Regions from separate parts of the Zea mays genome. Here region 2 is linked to region 1. A link is a contact called in public Hi-C data. All regions are on one chromosome and are shown on one strand. The core of a region is the stretch at or near the end of the contact, and the rest is flanking DNA. Distances in the headings are between cores, read along the strand shown.

Region 1 (2,996 bases), core at 329-2,828:
CATGCATGCACTGCAGACGCGTCCCTATAGGATATAGTACCTGCAGGGTGTCGCCGACGTTGACGAAGAAGGCGTCCCCGTCGGGCGGGACGGAGGCCCAGGCGCCGTCCCGCAGCGCGACCTCCAGGCCGGACGTGCCGTTGGCGCGGAGCACCGAGATGATCTGCGGGTCGGTGTGCTCGCCGAACCCCGTGAGGCAGGGGTAGTTCAGCGCCGGCCGCGGCGGGTAGTGGTTCACCCGCAGCATGCAGTCGCTGTCCGCGCGCGCCACCAGCCTCGCCAGCACCGTGTCCCCGTCCCCGTCCCCGGCGCCGGCGATGCCCAGCCCCTCCGCCATCAGCTCCAGCACCGCGCACGCCATCCGCCGCACCGCCACCGTGTACTCGTCCAGAAGGCCCCTGCGTCAGCGAGCGTCCGTGAAAACGTTGTCAGGCGAATTTATTTTCTTCTGGCTGGGTTTCTTTGTTTCGAAAAGTAGCGATGTCTCCATCGATAGGGACGCGCGACGGTGGGAATGCATGGCGCGCTTGCGTTCGTGTCGATTCGATCGACCTCCGCCCGCCGCCGCCCGCGCGCAATCATCTAGTGGGACGGGCGCGCGGCGCCGGCGCGTCGACGGAGACCATGCGACGCAACCGACGTCGCGCGCGCGCCGACGTCGACGGCGTGGGTCAAATGGCGTGTACCTCGGCCGCCGCAGGCTGTGACGCAGCCGGCAGCCACGACGGGCAGTCTTATCCACGGACACGATACCGTTTCTTTTTTGTTTTCTTTTTCCTTGGAAGTAGCTACCTAGTTTAGTACTTTAGTGTGATTTTATTTATTTATTACGTACGGAGAATTCATCATCTATCAATCAACTTGCTGCTGCTACCGTGCTGGGAATCGGGATCCTTCTTCTTGGGGTTTGTGCTGCGACCACGTGCGTATGCTTCGTGTGTTATTGCTCCACGTGACACATTGCAAGCACGAGCAGAGCATGGAGCTGAGGAAAGGCAATGCTGGCAGCAAAAGGAGAAGGAAAGGGAGAGCAAACATGCAAGACAGCAGCGAAGCGATGCCGGTGCAACGCCGAACGCCGGCACCGTTCTGCGCCGCTGCGAGTGGCGACGACTCACCGCAACGGCAATGTCGAGGAGGACGCGGAGGCGGCGGGCACGGCGGGGTTGACGCCGAGCAGGAGGTACTCGACCCAGCCGAGGTCGCCGTTGCCGCCGATGCGCTTGCTGCCGTACCCGAGCGTGGGGGCCTCCCCGTCCTTCTCGCCCTGCGGCCGCGCGAAGAACCCGGCCGCCGCGGCCTCCGCGGCGCGCACGAGCTCGGCCGGCACGCCGTGGCCCGTCACCCGGAAGAACCCGTGCTCCTCGCACGCCGCCACCAGCGCGCGCGCCGCGGCCTCGCGCGCCGGGCCCGCCGGGGCCGACAGGTCCACCGACCGCACGTCGGCCCGTGGCGGCGCCGCCGCAGGCAGCGCGATCTGCTCGAGCTCACCCTTGGCGAGGACCACCATGGCCGATCGAGGAATGGAGCAGAGATAAAAACAGAGGAACGGGAAGGGAAGGTCGTCTCTCGTCTGTGCACAGAGCGCGAGCGCGAGAGCAGTAGTGCCGCGAGCGAGCGTCTTATATAGGAGTGACCGAGTGAGTAGACACGCCGAGCAGTGGTGGCGCGGGCGGGGAGTCGGTGGATGACTAGACAGACCGTCAGCGACCTAGCACAGCGCGATCTGGTAATTCTAGCCGTCTGATCAAGCATCACTGGCCGAGATCAGGGCCGTAAGCCTTTGCTTGCCGCTGTTGCCAACAATCTGTGGTTTCCTCCAAGAAATTCCATGACTCCAGTTAAATTTGCAATAATTGATCCTTAGGATTGGGACCTCAATCTTTTGTATGCAAGTTGGCGTTGCCGAAGAGACAGCTTTACTCTCTCGTTGCTTTTGTGTGTTGGTTAGGCCCGGTTTGGATCTCCAATAGATATTGGTTATCTGGCAATAATTATCTGTCTTCAATCCAAACACGTTAGCTAGACTCATAGATAATAATAACTATCCTACTAGTTCGACGAGGTCAGATAATTGCAGCTAATAGATATGGAGAAATAACAAAAACCTGCTAATAATTGTTAGCTGACTAATAGTTACACATCAAACATCTTTTAGAGTTGCTTGTAGTGATGTTCAAACCGGCGTCTGGCCTGGTCCGGTGAAACACGACTCAGTTCAGGCCAGGCCCGTCAGGCACGTTAGAAAACCGGGCCAGGTTTGGTAGACCCACAAGCTTATTTCCCTGAACGGGTCTAACACGCTACGGGCTTAAACGGATCGGGCCGGCCCAGAAGCACGAAAAAAGCGGGCTTAACAGGTCGAAAAGCACAGCTCAGTAAAAAATAGGCCGTGTCGGGCCAGCACGACGTGCTTAATTCTCTGTCCGGACCTAGCATACATATTCGTATCGGGTCGGCTTGGACCGTTTTTAAACAGACGGGGGCGTGCTCGTACCGAGCCAAAAAAAAACGTGCTTGGGGTCGGCCTTTCGAGCTTCAGACTTGTTGGACATCTATAGTAGCTTATATTAGGGTGTGTTTGGTTTAGCTTTTGCACTCTAAAAGCCAAAAACCAAACCAAAGGGCTGGATCCAGGAAACATTTTTTTCTTCTAAAAGCCGACTTTCTCGCACTGCAAAACTAAAAACACCTCTAGACCTGCTTTTAGTGGCTTTTCAGATGGGTGTGACAACATATATCGAAGAACTTTTAACTGCTTTTAGTGGTTTGTATCAAACGGTTTTTATCTTTTTAATAACTCACACCCCACAACAATTTTTTTTACAGTCATAATATAACCAAACAGACCTTTATATATGAGCTATTATAGGCAACATCTTTCGTAGTTTAATTAATGAATATATGTTTAGTCTAAAACAAATTATATTTTAGAACGAAGAGTATTAAATTAAATAGAGCCTTAGTTGCCGTGAGCAACCGATTGATATATAAGT
Region 2 (2,996 bases), core at 222-2,721, 64 kb before region 1:
CTTGCCTGGCCACCTCCGCTGACCGCGGCTCCGCCCGACGCCCGACCGCTAGTCCGCCATGCGCGAGTCACGCCTCGGCGCCTGGCTGCTGGCCGGCTGGCCGCAGGCCGCACAACCATGCAACGCAGCCACACTGTCCACGCAGGAGAGCAACACATGTGCTGGACCGGTATGGTTTGGTAATTGATAGGGTTGTAATTATAAATTGTAATGTCTTCCAATTTTTAATATGCATATTTTTCAATTTGATTTTTCAATTTCAATAGAAACAAAACAACATGTCTAATCCAATAGATTTTTTAATGTGCAGATTTTCCAATTTCCAAATAGCAGACATGGATAGAAACAAAAACAAGACAAAGAATATGACCCAAAAAAGTATTTCTTGTTATTATGTGAACACTCCCTGTTGTAATGTCTTCTAGTTATTTAATACATGTTATATGCTTCATAAAATGACAGATTTGAAGAGTTATTTCAGTCAAACTTCTAGTAGAAGTATATAAGCACTCGCGCTAGTGGAGTTTGCAATGAACCCGAAATACATATGCAATTGCCTAGATCTCCTAGAACTAGACTCAACTAGAGGTATATTCTTATTTCACTTCTTCAACAATTTGTACTTCAATTTGCCATTAATAACTCATTTTTCTTTTTTCAGATTTTATTCGCTATATGACATTTGGTTGTAAATGAAGTATAATCAAGATGACTATTAAATTAGGTATTTTTCAATATCTATTACTTATTTTGTAGCTATAAATTGCTTTAATATGTGTCGTAATTTTTTATTTATCGCTACGTTAGCAATACCTAAATTTTCTAGCGTCCTCCGTCACTGCTTGTGTACGTTATAAAAAAGTCTTCCACCTTATACATAGGTTCTTCACATGAATCTTGTTTCGAGTACCACACCACATAGGACCACACTACAACCTCCCCGAGGATCTCCTTGCCTTTATCTTTATCGTGTGTCATCGCTAGCTAGCCGTAGAGGCTGCATCCCGTCCCAAACCCTGTTCCCTATGCGCGGTCTTCGACGATGGGTTTGGCGGGGTGAACAACGGTCGACGAAGGCCATAGATTTGACACGATTTTTTCAAAAATTACTGTAGAAGTTATTTTATCAAATAGTTTTTAAATAGTTCTCCTTTAGAAAAGCTTCTCTGGCTTAGAACCGGAGAATTTGTTATTTTGTCACTCTCAGTTGTGGATTTCTCTATTTTACCACAAGGCTCACAAATCATAGACACAAATGACCCACAAGTCATAGACAGAGGGTCATATAATATCAGATATCCCACGTTAGAAGGACTAAAATAGCAATTTTTCCTTAGAACCAAAGCCTGTAAAAGAGGCCAAAATTCGAGCCCAGCTACTCGCGGATGTATTCGGTCCACCAGGCCACGCACGCCCAGGCCAAAGCCCAACGGGAACAGTCCAAGCAGCCGCACCAGCTCGCAGTCTCCCACTTTTCGAAGTAGCAGCCCGGAACTCCGGATCCACCGCTACCGCCGCCGCGTCTAAACCCTCCACCGCCGCGGTGCGTCAGAGGCAGAGGCAGAGAGGCAGAGGCAGAGGCAGCCATGGGGAGCCGCCTCGGGCGCCGCGTGATCCACTTTGCCAACCTCCCGCTGAAGGTCATGCTGCCCCCCGCGCCGCTCTCCTCCGTGCAGGAGTTCGCCGTGCGGACCGTCCCCTCCGCTTCCAAGGTGGACATCCGGCGCTGCCTCGAGTCCATGTACGGTTTTTCCGTCGCCGAGGTCCGCACGCTTAACATGGAGGGCAAGAAGCTCCGCCGGGGCCCCTTTCTCTCCGCCAAGCCCGACTACAAGAAGGCCTACGTCACGCTCCGCGCCCCGCTCGCGGTCTCGCGCGACCTGTTCCCCATCGGGGCCATCCTCGCGGAGCGGGAGCGGAAAGCCAGCGCAGCCGCTGCGAGGAGGAAGGCGGTGGAGGGCGCCGAGGTGGAGGGGGAGAGCAAGGGGAAGCACTGGATGGAGGACGAGAGGGAGGGCTTCTCCAGGGCTGGCTGCGGGAAGGTCGTGTATGGGAACCCTGGGAGGCTGGGGAGGAAGAGGAGGGGAGGGGATAAGGTGAAGGAGCAAGCTGGGGACGAGGCGGCCAAGTTCCCGTGGTCCGGGATGCGCCTGGCTACCGAGAAACCGAGGTGAGGATCTCTGCACCTCTCGTCCTCTCCACTCTCATTAGTGATCAATAAAATGTTTGTGTGCGTAGAAATCTAGAATCTTATTAGGCCTTGTTTGGATGTTACGGAAATATATATACTCCTGCAAAGTGTCTACACACGTATTTTTGATATGCACAAGGAAACCATGTAAAATGCTGTTTGGAAGTGCAGTATCAGACTGCCTCGCCGAGGTTGCAAGAGTCACAGTTGGAGGCCATGTCACTTCAGCTAGTATTTCACTGCCAATAGGTGCTTAAACTTTGCAAGAAGATTAGTTTGAGTTTTGTATGAGGGGCAGTAACACTTGAGTTTACATCCTTGGGTCTGTTCTTTCAAGTATTATATTGAAACAACCATTAACTTAGTTTAAATGGCATCTACCTATTGTTGTTCTGCAAAGAACATGACTGCTTGTTGGGCCAGGCTTGGGCTTCACTTGACATGTTACATGTAGGAGGATGAGTTCGCAAGAACCATATATTTATGCCTTCATATTAAGCTGATGCAGAGTTTTTCCTTATTTTATTGCTGGATTTTTCACCGTCCGTGGCACGATGATTATCTAATATTAAGATTTAGTCCAAAATTCTACAAGGAAGTATAGCTCTTAGGTTTAAATTGTTTGATAACAGAACTGAACACGAGTTTTTGTAGTAGGTGTATTATGGTAATTTCCCCCCAGGCAGGAACGCTAGTTTCTTGCTTTGAATAGTTGGACGAAATTCAATAATGTAGCTGGGTAGAATCTCTGAGTATGTGCTAGTTGCACCATTTCACTGCACTGACAACCTAGGTAGAATTTCTG

What was found. Hi-C and Micro-C count contacts between places; a contact is called where the count stands out from the background.
Region 2: a contact with region 1 is called in a Hi-C map of leaf, with 7 times the contacts expected there. The contact joins the promoter of LOC100282534 here to the promoter of LOC103649600 in region 1. A contact is called at or near these places in 2 of 25 Hi-C or Micro-C datasets (both in leaf) and 2 of 3 datasets of contacts at active chromatin or transcription factors (leaf and seedling).

The regions. Positions count from the first base shown.
Region 1 is chr3:4,069,046-4,072,041 of Zm-B73-REFERENCE-NAM-5.0, reverse strand. It overlaps LOC103649600 (gibberellin 2-beta-dioxygenase 3), which reads right to left and starts at 1,578. Exons shown (of 3, transcript XM_008675338.4): 1 at 1,119-1,578; 2 at 41-398. The coding sequence starts at 1,510.
Region 2 is chr3:4,133,333-4,136,328 of Zm-B73-REFERENCE-NAM-5.0, reverse strand. LOC100282534 reads left to right here and starts at 1,471. Exons shown (of 2, transcript NM_001374592.1): 1 at 1,471-2,170. The coding sequence starts at 1,587.